Regions from separate parts of the Mus musculus genome. Here region 1 is linked to region 2. A link is a contact called in public promoter capture Hi-C data. All regions are on one chromosome and are shown on one strand. Each heading gives the region's core, a stretch centred on a gene start, on an enhancer-like site or on the middle of the called end of the contact. The rest is flanking DNA. Distances are from core to core; before and after follow the strand shown. Region 1 holds the start of Atl1 (atlastin GTPase 1). Region 2 holds the start of Tmx1 (thioredoxin-related transmembrane protein 1).

What was found. Promoter capture Hi-C pulls out the DNA fragments that hold promoters and counts their contacts.
Region 1: a promoter capture Hi-C map of liver shows a contact between it and region 2, with 4 times the contacts expected there. The contact joins the promoter of Atl1 here to the promoter of Tmx1 in region 2. A contact is called at or near these places in 8 of 39 promoter capture datasets (the 3T3-L1 cell line, 3T3-L1-derived adipocytes, hematopoietic stem and progenitor cells and 3 more), 2 of 115 datasets of contacts at active chromatin or transcription factors (effector CD8 T cells and stem cell-derived neural progenitor cells) and 1 of 9 other capture datasets (embryonic stem cells).

The regions. Positions count from the first base shown.
Region 1 is chr12:69,889,407-69,896,645 of GRCm38.p6, reverse strand. It overlaps Atl1 (atlastin GTPase 1), which reads right to left and starts at 3,541. Exons shown (of 15, transcript NM_178628.5): 1 at 3,302-3,541. Map4k5 (mitogen-activated protein kinase kinase kinase kinase 5) reads left to right here and starts at 3,483. Exons shown (of 32, transcript NM_201519.2): 1 at 3,483-3,993. The coding sequence starts at 3,886.
Region 2 is chr12:70,450,543-70,457,591 of GRCm38.p6, reverse strand. Tmx1 (thioredoxin-related transmembrane protein 1) reads right to left here and starts at 4,438. Exons shown (of 8, transcript NM_028339.1): 1 at 4,272-4,438; 2 at 1,465-1,580; 3 at 966-1,011. The coding sequence starts at 4,423.

The sequences.
Region 1 (7,239 bases), core at 2,292-4,791, 560 kb after region 2:
ATTCATAGCTTTTCCATCTGGGCTATGCTGAAAATTCAACTCATATTTAAGACTTCCATCCTTACTCTATCTGTTCAAAATGACCGAAGCAGGTCCCAGACACAGGACCCCAGACCATTACCTTCAGTACCTGTACCTTTCTTAACAGACAGAGACCTTGGAATTATTCAGTTTACAGTGTGTGGCCCTTGCAGTTGTACAGCCCTGGCCTCTGCTTCCCAAGTACAGGAATTAAATGCATGTGCCTCCATATTTAGCAGCCTAATTTTAAGATTTCAACTAGATAGTTTTGCTTGGATAATAAATTTTGAACCTAGACTACATAAAACATAAAAAAATTCTATGGCCTTGATTTTTGTTGTCATTTAGTCTTGACTGTAGAGATCACGAATCACAGCTAGTACTTTAGTGAAGAAGATTAAAAGAGAGGGAAAAGCATAACAAACCTTTAGTAAACCACAATAGTTTGTTATATGGAAAATAGCAAAAAGCTGGAAAATATGGCCAGTGAGACCACACAGCCTATATAAGCTGCTGCCTCCACCTAATGGCCTGAGCTTGATCTACATACTGGAAAGTCAGAGTTGACTCCCACAGTTGTCCTCTAAGACACACTCATACACACATGCACATACATACGCACAGGCATGCACACACATACACCATAGCATTAGCACTGGCCCCCAAGAAATAAATAAATTGCATCAAAATTATTTATATATATATTTGGGGGGTTTGAGACAGGGTTTCTCTATATAGCACTGGCTGTCCTGGAACTCACTCTGTAGACCAGGCTGGCCTCGAACTCAGAAATCCACCTGCCTCTGCCTCCTGAGTGCTGGGATTAAAGGTGTGCGCCACCACTGCCCGGCCAAAATTATATTTTTAAAAGCTGAAAAACATTTACTTATTGTGTATTATTGTGTGTGTGTGTGTGTGTGTTTTGAATGAAATACCTATTAAGTCATGTTTCTTCTTATTCCATAGCTTGTCACTATAAAACTGAGCAATTGTAAGTGCTCTTTCAACATTAGCTACACTGACTTACTAGTATGTAACTTTCAACTTGGAAACTACATGCTTAATTGTTTAAGATTCAAATTAAGCCTACTCACAGCTTATAAGTAAATTGAATTTGAACTTCTTTACATCACTGACCTTGTTAAAATTAACTCAGCTAGTTCTGAAAAAAAAAATCTAAAAATTCCTTTGAAGTTAGTGTAAAGCAAATGTCTTCCTGTTTGCTTCATCTGTGGTACTAGGAAAATGATGACTGTAGCAGACACTGATTCCCAGCAGCACAGACGCCTGTCTCTCCAGGCTATCCATTCTTTGGCTGATGGTCAGAGCATATGGATCTGCCATTACTGGCAACATAAATTATCTTCACTTGTGACCTCCAACTTTTTATTACCTAATTCATTTTAAACAGTATGTTCCTACAACAATACACTTGGAGGCTTGTCAGAGGATATTTATCTCTGTCTCAAGCTGGCTACTCAGGTTTCCACTCTGTGAAGGCTCACAAGGGAAATGTCTCTGAGGTCTTAGCATCAGGAAAAGATACGCCTCTCTTGATCAATTTGTTCATCTTCCTCTCAAAAGCATACAAAGAAAACCCACCCTCAAGTCTTCTTTGTGCTCTCTCTCTCTTGCTCTCTCTCTCTCTCTCTCTCTCTCTCTCTCTTTTGGTTGCATTGTTCTGGTTTCCTGCTTCCCCCCTTTCAAATCTGATGCAGTTTCCTCTCATTTATTTTTATCTTGTGTAAAAATAAGTATTTTGTGTGAGCTGCCTCAAACTCTCTACGGGATAATGCAGGTATAAATAAGAGCAAATACATCTCACACTAGACAAAGGATCAACATCCCCATTTTGACTCTAAACTTGGAAGACTGCTCTCCCCTCACACAACACTGGCCCTCCAGGTTGACTATCCTGCGGCCAGTGTGGTGGAAGGCCTTCAACCCATGAATATCCCACAACGGCCTAGTCACACAGTGGGTAAGGGTGGGTTTGACTACATGACCACCATAAATCCATGACAGTAAACAAGTACTAAGATACCAATAGAACACTTGAAGAGATTTTGAGTCATCGAAGCCAAAAATATGTGCCCACCAAAACAAGTGCCAAGAAGATTTCAAAGAAGGAACTGTTCTTCAACCATTTTTTTTTTCAGTGCAGCACACACACAGGCTTTGTCCCTGGGGCATGTAAGTCTGGGCTTACTTATGTTCCCTAAATAAGTGCTCTTTGTGTGTGGATCACGAGAAAATGCATACAGTCTCTGTTCCGTTAAGGTGTTAATTTAATTTCTTCATTTATTAGCTATAAGAAGTTATTTCTCAAAACAGAATTAGAGTGTGTCTGGAGTCACGTGTCATCTGAAATTTGTTCTGTTGTCGTTTTTTTTTCTAGTTTTTTCAATTTTCTTACATTTTTATTTAATTTTGTGTTTTGCCTGCATGTACAGCTGTGCACCATATGCATATGTGGTGCCTACACAGGCCAGAAGAGGGCGTTGGCCCTCCCTCCCAGCCCACTCTGGATCCCAAGTTGGAGTTAATGAGGAGTGGGCCGCCACGCAGGTGCTGGGAATCAACCTCTGAGCTGCAGCCGGTGCTGCTAACAATTGGGCCATCTTTCCAGTCCTTATCTGGTTTTCCAACTGAAAATCTCTGTAAGACTCTAGAAGTAACTTTACCAGTATACATAAAATTGGCAACTTCATTTCTACCTTAAGAACAAGACTGGAACTCAAATTACAAAAGAGATTGAAACATTAACCAAATCACTTCTCATAACTCCTGCCCAATATTTTGGGCATTGTTAGTTAGGCCTCTTACATTTTAAAGCCTCTTACATTTTACACTCCTCTTTACAATGCTGTAAAAATGGTTTACAAACATTTCTCGGGTGTCAAATGCAAAACCTATCCTCTTCCAGCTACAGATAAGGACACTGGGATGTTGCCACGTATGCCTTGTCCCAGATCACCTACTTTGGAAGCAGAATCAGACAAAGGTCCCTAGCTTTGCTTTAGCATCTCTAAAACTCCTCCCATTAACACTTGCAATATTGCGGTGATGCCCAGAGACCACAGAAACTTCGAAAGGAATTGGGGTTTTCAAAAATGGCTCTGGGAAACCCTGGTGGAAGACAGGTTCTGCAGGTGTGCGGTCCAGCCTCGGAACTGGTACCACCGGGAACAGTGTGTGGAACAGGACGGTGCAGTCGGGTGTGCCGGCATTTAGTTAACCCGGCACTCCCCCACCTCCTGCCCGGGCGGCCTCAGTTTACCTGTACCGAAAGGAAGCAGAAGGCAGCGCTCCGGAGGCCTGCGGACAGACCCTCCTCCTCTAGTCCGCCGGCCACTGGGCGAATCCTGGCCGAGGCTGGGCGGGTCAGACGCCGCACGAACGCCTCCGGCGCCCCGCAAGCAGCTGGGAGGCGGGGCGCGGCGGCGTCCAGGGTGTTGTGCACTCGGCGGGCCTCAGGGCGGCAGTCTGGGCCCGCGGCCTGCGTTCTCGGGCGGGCCAGGCTCGATCCGCGCCGGCCGCGAACGTGTCTCCCGGTGACGCAGCCGCGGGTGGGGAACGTGGTGCGGCGGCGACTGTGCGCACGGCCGTCTCGGAGAAGACGCGGGTCTCCGACGCCGGCGCTCGGCCAAGAACGGACGGCCTCTCGGGTACGGCCGGCGCGGGGCCTGGCGGGACCGACGAGGCCCGGAGGCTGCCGGGGTTGCGCCCCGTGACGCCCCCCGCGCTCGCTCTCGCCGGTGCAGGCGCAGCTGCGAGCCGAGGCTCCATGTTGGGAAGCGCCGCGCGCCCTCGTTAGCGGGAGACGGCTGCGGCGGGCAGAGCCCCGGACTGGGCGCAGCGAAGATGGAGGCCCCGCTGAGGCCTGCCGCCGACATCCTGAGACGGAACCCGCAGCACGACTACGAGCTGGTGCAGAGGGTCGGCAGCGGCACCTACGGGGACGTGTACAAGGTGAGGCCCCGGCCCGGCCTGCGAACGTGGGGCACCCCCGGGATGCGCCGGACCACAGCGTCCGGCCAGGAAGCGGCCCGGAGCCCGCCGCACCGTTCCGAGCACCCTGGGTTCCCCATCGGTTCTAAGGCTAGCGACCGGCAGACTTAACCGCACCTTCCAGACCACGGCTGAGCTTTTTTTGTGGTTTTAAGGCGTATTTATGGTATTGAAGTTATTCCGGAGGATGGTTTGGTGTTGATGTGGGGGGAAAATGCTTCGCGGAAGGCGGTAGATAGGAAAGAGTATTGTAAATCTAGACCTTTGCGTCCTGTACTGGTTTGGGTGAACTTGCCTTGAAAAAAATCTCTGTGGAACCGGACTCTAAATTGTCAACTGTAAGTAATCTGGTTCTGGAGTAAAAGGATTTGTGTGTAAACATGACAGCCTGTAGGAAGATGTCTTTGGGGACCGGTGAGGTGGCTCAGGGTGTTAAAGGCCCTTAGAGCCAAACCTTACTTAGGACCCCAGAACGGTCCCCGGATTCTCTTGGTGGAAGCACGGATCCCCCACACATACACACTCACACACTCCCAGGAAATAAACAAAGTGTAATGAAATTTAAACATATTTAGAGGAAGACCTTTGTCACCTGGCAGAAGTTTAGGCATTTTGTATCTGGTTGATAATAATGAATATAACTTATGGGGTTTTCCTACTAAACTAATTCCTCTCTATGGGATTTATAGCATTCCATAATCATGAGTGGATAATTACTGCTACCCTTTTTACTGGTCTCTTATATTAAGACAAATAATAATAAATTTGTAATCTGCCGTTACACAACAACAAAAAACATGCCATAGCAAAGCAAACCGATTTCTTAAGTCTGCTAAGTTTTTGAAGGGTTCAGAGGAAAACACTGTCCAATATTCCCTCATGGCTTTTGTTCTTTGTCCCAAAGGGGCAGAGTTAGTGCAGTTCCTTATGGGGATTAAGAAAAAGCTTATTTTTGACCTGGGTGTTGGTGGTGCACGCCTTTAATCCCAGCACTCAGGAGGCAGAGGCTGGTGGATTTCTGAGTTCAAGGCCAGCCTGGTCTACAGAGTGAGTGCCAGGACAGCCAGAGCTGCACAGAGAAACCCTGTCTCTAACACCCCCCCCCCCAAATAAAAGCTTATTTTCCTTTTGCAACAGCTTGATATTTTGACCTATGTATGTATCAGTATGTTCCAAACAGCAATCTGCATAGAGCCCTGATGGCTGTGTTTCATGAGTAATTGCTTGACCCCACTGAGGTATGTTGACTTGCACAGGTATAATGCAAGGAAAACATCTCTTTTCTCTGCTTGTTTTTGAGTAATTTTTTGCTGAGAGTAGTACCTTGGGGTGATGGATTCTGAGGTAAGAACTCTGGGTAGGCTTTTTACCCCTGAAAACGAGGCATTTGGGCCCAAGCAGACACTGTTCTAGCAACCGAGCAGTGCAGCAGCAGTGAGCAAGGTCCTGACTCTGGCCTCGGTTACCTTTGATGCAAAGTGCACAGTTAGAATGGAATCCCCTTCCTTATGGAAAGTTAATGGTAGCTAGCACAAACGTCTCTATTTGCTCATTACCCATTTTAGGAAATGCTTGCTCTTTAAAAAACAGAAACTCCTGTTTGCTTTCTTGGTCCCATTTTAAATCATCTTTGTCTTATGATTCACTGAAAGTTAGACCAGTTCAGTTCCGTTCATAGTAATTATACAATACTCTAAATTCTAGCTTTTGCCCCACCCTACCCCCTTTTTCCCCTGGTACAGAAAATTTAAAGGGAGTATTTCCCCCACACAAGGATCTTGCTAAGACCTCCACGGTTTTCTTTTCAGAGCAGCTCTCTGGAAGGACTGCATCCTTCCTTAGGAAAGCAATGTTTACATTAAAAGGACAGCTGTCTGCCTGCCTGCCTGCCTGCCTGCCTGCCTGCTTGCCTGCTTCTTCTTACCCAGCTGCTTCCTGGTCCTGCTGCTCACTTCCACAGCTCAACAGACATCAGAGGCTGAAAGCTTCCCACCCCACCTGGGCCTCCCACCTTTCTCAATCAAGCTCACGTTATCACGTGTACTTGAGGGCTAGGCCAGCCTCTGAGTCCCACGCAGCCTTTAGACACTCGTGTGCCCTTCTGTTTGGTGTGTTCTAATTCCTGAGGATCACCTCCCTCCCCCATCCTCCACCTGTTGCCACCATTGCTGTCTAGGAAAACAGTTCTTGGTTCTAGTAAGCCCCAGCCCCTCACCCTGACCCCTAATCTCACCCACCACTCTCCCTCTCCCTTTTGCTCTTACCACACTGGCCTGCAGGCTTTCCTTAAACAACAATAAGCATCTCCTCCTTTGGAGTCTTTGTTCTTGCTACTTCCTCTGTTCAGTATCTTCTCCCAGACAGTGAGCGTCTTGCTTCCTCCTTCCCTTTAGACGAACCTGACCGTCTTTGTACTTGCTGCTTGCTGTGTCTAGCTCAGTGTTTATTACTTGCTTTTTTAGGTGTCTGTTTCAACCAAAACTATCAATACTCCACAGAGACGGGCTTTCCGCCATCCCACCCGGTTTTGCTGCATCTTAACCTAGAATTAGGCAGGACATGGAGTATTCCTAAGAGGTTGACAGAGTGACAAAGGGCTCTAGGTGGTCCTGTCACCTAGTTGTCTGAGCACTTAATTTTGACATCACAACAGTGCTTGTATTTAATTCCTTGTGTATTCCTGCACTGTTTTGTTTTGCTTTAACAATAGCCACATGTCTCTTTTTATTACAAATTTCAATAACTTGAGTTCTCTGGGAAAACATTTCTGAAAAGCTGTTTTATAGCATATTTATTATCAGTGATCTAAGTCCTGTGGAATTTTGTGAATTTATACTTACTCCTTAATATGTCTAGAACATGAGACTTTGGATTTTTTTTCTTTTAAAGCAGATTGATTGTATTTTTAAGAAACTGTATTTTTAAGAAACTGTAAATCCTGGGGCATTTTAGAAGTGTTTTCCATCTGTGATGCAAACTAGTAAACTAATTAGTGAGAAATAATGTCATCTCTTTATCTCTTACCCATCCCAGTTTGTTTTTATGCCTGAGCTATATTATGAAGTAGTAACTTTAAAAAGACCCTCGCCTTGAGATTCTTTGTAATTTTTACACTCTGTAAACACATAGGTCCCCTAGGGATCTCCTTGTTTCCCAAGAGGTGCAGACTCCATCTTAAATAAGGAGAGGAATGTAAAGATGCACCCT
Region 2 (7,049 bases), core at 3,189-5,688:
TCTTTTTTAGGTTAGGTAGAATTCTGCACTGAATCTATCTGGCCCTGAACTTTTGTTCATTGGGAGATTTAATTTCTACACTGGACATATCAAGAAATTCATCTCCTTCTTTTACAGTCTGATGGAGTACAGATGTGTAAGTATGTCCCTATAGTCTCTGAACTTCTTTGGTGTCTGTTGTACTCTCTTTTCACCTCTAGTTTTACTTGGCTAAGAGTTTGTCAATCTTGTTGATTCTCATATACAATGCAGAAATAAGGTTTAATGTTTAAAAAAAAAATAAAAAAGACAAAAAAAGGGGAAGATTTAAATTCCTGCTGTAACTTTAAATGAGGAAATAAGTCCTTCCTGGTATTTAGTCACCAGCTAATTACACTGATGTCCAGGTCAAGTACAGAGATTGTCTCCCTCTGGGTTAGTGTAGTTTGGGAAACAGTCAAAGAGGCAGAGCCAAGACGTGTTCACTTGAACTCACGGTCACTCAGTGTCCTGCATAACCCATACTTTCTCAGACCGTGTTCCTCCTGCTTAAGATTACTCAGAAAAGAATGTTTGTTTACCTTGCATTCGTGAGAATTCTATCTAGTCCCAGGGTTTCGTTTAAAACTCATGTTCTCCAGGAACTGCTCTGACCAACTGTGGCTTCTCCCATCGCCCGGCTTCCTACAGGACTCGTTAGGACTCTGAGCTAATAGTTACTGATGATATTTTAGAGAACCATACCAATTCTGAGGACCGTCTACAGACACTACAAATCTCCAAAACAAGGAGTGTTTTATGTATCATTCATCGACTATTATTTCTATGACTTAATGTGCCACTAACTAAAATCAAATAAAGCTCTCAAGTCCTTGCTAAATATGAGATTACCTAAGCTCTTCAAATATAATGCGAGTCAGAGGCCTACTGCTCTCATTACACTGTGATCTAATCCTCTCCCCAACCAAGAACCTCCAAATACTTACTGATAAATAGAAGGAAGAGCAGTTATGATAAACCGTCCACTTAGTCCTACAAATGACAAGGAATAAACAACAATTAGGGACAATTGCTTACTTAAAAGTTAACTTTAAATTACTTAAATGCTAATAAGAACAAGAAAACACCTAAACATAGTCAACAATGAAAACATGAATTAGTTGTTAAAGAACTTTAAAGACACATTAATGTACATAAATGAGCTAAAGCTTATGAAGCCTAAATGCTGACATTATCTGTGAATAATTAAGTACCTGCAGAATTAGTACTACCACAGTAATTGACTAGTGGTGATTAGACAAGTAAAAACAAATCTGAAGGACATCTCAAATCACAGTGCATTTGCCATTCAAGAACCTAGGTAGTCTTATTGTTGCTCAAAATTGGAAAATGTTATCAAACTATGAGCCTTGACACATCATTAACAAATGTCAAAATATGATAAACAGCATTAGCAAGGAAACAGAACCAGCCAGCCTGTAATACCTGTCTGCTCTGTGACATCCACTTTTGCAACTTTCACCTCAAGATCTTCTCCCCACTCGGCAAAACTTTCCCATTCTGGCTGAAGATTCTGACAAGCAGGACACCAGGGAGCATAACTACAAAAGACGGTTACAGTTTTAAAAGTTAAGTACTTCAGTGACCTAACCGTGAAGAACAGTTGAGGCATAAGTTTTGAAGAATGTTTATAACACAGAAAATGACCCATTTGGGTGCCTCACACCTGGAATCCCAATTTAGGGAGCTGAGGCAGGATTACTGAGTGCATGCCCAGCATGGGTTACAGAGTGTGATCTTGGGTTGAACAAGGAAACAAACTGGGTAATTTTACGCAGATGAAAAAAATTGAAAGCATGAGCCTGGCAATGTGGACGTGAAGAAATGCTCAACAGAACCACATTTAAAAAAAAAAAAAAAAAAAAAAAAAAAAAAAGCAGGCCTGAGAATACATTCTTAAATACACGTGAACTTTCTAAGATGTCAAACAGCTCTTCCAAAACCTTTAGATTTTCCAATTAAAACATGGCAACCAGAAAGTTTTGTTTGTTTAAGCTCACCATGTTAAGTAATTTTACAAGCAGGGTCATGAGCAAAGTATTGGAAAAACAGGGAGTACCTGGGCTCTACATGCTGCAACCGGTATACAATCACTGCTGGGAAGAATCGCTCGCCATCAGGGATTGCCTCAGCAAGGCAGGTTCTTCACAGTAACCGAAGCTGGAGGCCTACATTCTTATGTATAAATATTACTCTAAACCTAACCCTCACACAGATACCGAGCAGAGGAGACGCAACTCTATTGGCTAGCACCATGATACCAACAGCCAAGGGCGCCAGTACTCGAAACACATCTCTGAAACTCACTATCTTTGCAGGTCCAAGTTTTTCCTTAGAATTTTGTTTTCCATTTCATTGCCCGTTGTAATTTGCAACCGGGAAGAATGAAGCCTACGCATATTCAAACACTTCTGAACTGTTTTAGAAAAATTAAGCTTCTAAAGCAGGCATGTAGAGAAAGCAAAACCAGTGTTCCATACCAAAGCCAAACTCTTTAACAGTAAAACTACAGAAGCAGCTCTATAACAAAGCTCATCAGAAGTGAATCTGCAGAGAACTCATTTGTAGCTAAGGAATATTATGACTATCAAGTGTATTGTTTCCTAATGCTTTTTAAGAGCTTCCTCCCCTTATTTATTTATTTATTTACTTTACATCCTGATAGATGACCCCTTCCAGCACCACCCCTCCATGCCCTTAAGAGCTTCTTTAAACTCCCAAATTTTAGCCAAAGATAAAGGGAAGCATGGGACCCTGTCATTTCAGATGGATGTTTTTATCTCAGCATTATGCTACTGTAGGTCCCCTTTATACCCTTTGTGGATATTTACAGTGTGACAAAAGAAAGCTTATAGGTATCTTTCTGTAATATTTGACTATATTTTACATATCATGTCACTCCTGCCTATTCATGACAGTGACTGAAAACTAACAGCACTGGTTAGCGTTCCTCTCCTGAAAACTGACTTCAGTGAACGGCCAACTGTCAGTACACTAAACGTCTTCCCTACTGCAATCTCCTTTTTCTTGTTTCACAACTCAGGTATCATGGACCTCACCCAGGTTCTCTCTTGAGGATGTTCACTTCCACCTCTTCCTTAGTGTACAGCCCTAAACACAATCACAACATAGGCAAACACCAGAATCTTGCTTAAGGGTTGCTAACAACGCTTGCATATATTTACTCTTGAAGCCCAACAAAGCTACTATGACAGCATCTGAACAGGCCAATCGGTAAAGCAGGGGATGGGAGTGGTTATCTACTATAAGGAATTATGTAGAATAATTACCCACCCCAAAACATATGTAAAGATACTGGGTAGTGTCAGTAAACAATGACCATTCAATGGTGGTGCTTTCGCCACATCAATAATGCCGTATCAGGAACACTGTCAATTAACCATTCCACTAATTTATCATCTAAGACAAAGGCCAAAGGTAGTTTATTTCCTACAGCAGCAGGACGGCGGACACTGTTGAAGTAGAATTATCACACAAGATAAGTGATTTTGTTTGAATAGTAAATGATGAACTGGAGTATTTAAAGGGCCTATCAATAATCATACTAATGCATGTGCAATACCATTCGCAGGCCTGTAAATCACAATTCAAGCCATTCTCTAAATTGCAAACGCACCGGTCAAGGAAAAATGAGGTTCATATCAAAAGAAATGAATGTAGGCAAGAAGAAAAAAAAAGAAAATAAAGATTTTAATATATTCCCATTTATTTGGCATTTACAATTTAAAAAAACTAACTCACAAAATAAAAATAAATAAAGAGCTCAAAATTCAGGCATTACAAATACCAATTTCCGAATAAACATAGCAATTTCCGAATGACAGGTTAAAAGCAAGATTTTGTTCAATATCAACTTTTGTAAAAATTTGGAGACTTAAAGTCTGGATGTCTACAAAAGATCACTAAAAGTCTATAGAAACAGCCAAGACCTCCATCGCAACCCAATCCCACCCTCAAATCCGCTAGTCTGTTCCAGAGAATTCGATGTAGCTCGTAATCCTTTAATCGCACCACAGTGCTTAGCAACGACGAGGCTCAGTGCACGCTTAGATAGAAAAGTAATATTCCCGGTTAGGAAATGACCCTGGAGCTGGGGGCGGCAAAGGCTGGGACCTCAAGACCTGGCCGAGGAAGATGGGCTGGTCAGGTGTCCAGCTTGAGGGACGGGGCGGCGGAGGCCACCGCCACCCAGACAAGCGCCCCGCACTCACAATTCTATCATCCACTCTCCTTCCAGCAACGACGTCCAGTTCTCATCGGTGAGGACGCGCACGTTATTCCGCCGTCCGTGGGCCCCAGGGACCGCCCAGAGCAGCAGGACCAGAGCTGCCAGGGGAACCATAAGACGCCCCAAGTGCGCCATGTCAGCCGCTCACCCAGCCTCAGCGCGTTCCCGCTCCACCTCCCCGCCGCAGCTCCACTTCCGCTCTGGCGGCCGCTCCGCTCATGCGCACAAGGAGCCAGCCAGGCGCGCGAGCCCCACCCACTCCCCGCCAGCAACTCAGTGCGCATGTCCGGGCCCTGTTCCTCCTGCGGGAGATGGAGAGGGAAAGCGGGAAATGCGTCTATCTCGGAGCTCACGACTGAAGAGGCGCTTGCCGGCTGTGGTCCCTCGAAAAGCCCTAGAAGGGGCGGTAGGCGGAGGGATCAGGGTGATGCTCTAGAGATGAGTGACCCTGTCGTGCCCACCAGTGCCTAGTAAGGTCACTATGACAGTTTTCTCAGGAACTTTCCCCTTTCAAAATATCACCAGTTAGACGAATGTAGGAGGAGGTCACCAGCCCCTTTACCCTGGCCCTAGGCAAACAGGCATCTACTTTTTGTCCTGGCTACTTTACTAATTGAATCTTGTGTTGTCCCTGTTGACTGACTTATTTTAACTCTTTAAGCATGAGTCCCCGAATTTCCTCTAACACATTCGTAATGAGGCTTTGTCACCCCCTGGCTCTCCGAGGTAGTTTTTATTGCCTGTTCTTTGCTTTCCTGTATATGGGTTATATTTTCCTGTCTTTGCACAACTCAAAAATCTCTTCTTGGAAACTAGGGTTTTAGGGTCTGTAATTCTAGATGTTGATTCCCCTTGTGGCTCTCCATCTTCTGTTCCTCTTGTTGTTTGATTGTTTAGTGAGTTGGCAAGGCAATTCTAGTGAAGTCTGTTTCTCAGAGATTACAGCCCTGGGTGGGTCATCTGGGCGATAGTGGTTTTAGCAGGGCTCATTCCATATCACTTTTTGGGATGTGTTTGCCTCACTTATTTCCAGCTGTAATATTACATGAAGTGCTCACCGATAACTTGTTTTTGTTTTGTTTTAATTCTCAGAGCATACATTGTTCCACAGCCTAATACATTTTGGCAGATGGTTTTGAGGTCAGTGGTTGAAATTTATTTTAAGCCCAGGATGATTCTTCACTGTCTCTTTTCTTAGGTCTCTCTGGTGAACTAAGTGGCTTATGCACTGGCATCTTGTTCTTACTTAAGGAAAACTTTTTTTATTTTTTTGGAGTGACTTTAGGCCTGACCGTTTCTCCATACTCTTATTTAATAAAGTCATTTCTTTGGGGAGAGTTCAGAACTGACTCTCCTGGGCACAAGCAGCCTCAGTCATTATTCTAGGTGCAGTGTAGACCAGCAGGATCTACTTTTCTGGACTTCTAGTGGTGTATAGTCTTTATCACTTGAACAAAAAGGTTGAGGGGGTGTCTGGAGATTTCTCAGTCTGCTGTACCCAGCGCTTTCACTGTGCATGTCATGTCCTTGTGACCTGCACTTGGAAGGGATTAAGATGCCAGTGACCTTCCCTTCCTGATGAGATGCTCTGTCTCTAGGTTGGGAACGGAGAGGAGATGGAGCCCCGTGTTCATGGTCACACCCATCTACAGTAGAGTTGTCACCAGAATGGCCTGGGCTAAGAAAATGATTAGAGAAATAGGAGTTTGAGATGGATCAGATGCCAGAGAGTCACTGCTCCTACTGAATGTTAGTAGATTTTCTTGAAGGAACAACAATAACAACAACAAAAGCATCATTTATTGTTTGCAATTTCCAGAAACTTTTAGTGAGTTTTTGGTTGTGTAGTCTTCAGCAATATTATCAAGATGAGTTGTGTCCCTGGGAATTCATGAGCTGAAGTCCTGATGCTCAGTAATTCAGAATGAGAGTGCATTTAAAGATAGAGGGTTTTTTTGGTTGGTTGGTTGGTTGGGTTTTTTTTTGGGGGGGGGGGTTCGAGACAGGATTTCTCTGTATAGCCCTGGCTGTCCTGGAACTCACTCTGTAGACCAGGCTGGCCTCGAACTCAGAAATCCACCTGCCTCTGCCTCCCGAGTGCTGAGGTTAAAGGCGTGCACCATCACGCCTGGCTAGGGTTTTTTGTTTTTTTTAAGATTTATTTATTTATTTATTTATTTGTTTTTATGTATATGAGTACACTGTAGCTGTACAGATAGTTTTGAGCTTTCATGTGGTTGTTAGTAATTGTATTTAGGACCTCTGCTCGCTCAGGTCAATCCCGCTCACTCAGTTCCTGCTGGCTCTGGCCCAAAGATTTATTTATTATTATACATAAGTACATTGTAGCTATCTTCAGAGGAACTAGAAGAGGGTGCCAGATCTCATTACAGGTGGTTGTGAGCTACCATGTTGTTGCTGGGATTTGAACTCAGGATCTTTGCAAGAGTAGTTAGTGCTCTTACCCGCTGAGCCATCTCACCAGCCCAAGATAGGATTTTTTTTTTAATTCCAGTAACTTATATTCATTTTATTTTATTTAAAATATTGCATAGCAGAAAGTACCTCAGTCAAATGAATTGTCCCTTGTTTCTTCCTCATTTGGAACCCTACAAAGCTCAGTGACATCTTTTTGTTTTGTTTTGTTTTGTTTAATTTTTCTTTGGTTATTTTATTTATTTACATTTCAAATGTTATCCTCCCCTTCCTGGTTTCCCCTCCACAAACTCTCTATCCCCTCCCCCTCCCCCTTGTTTCTATA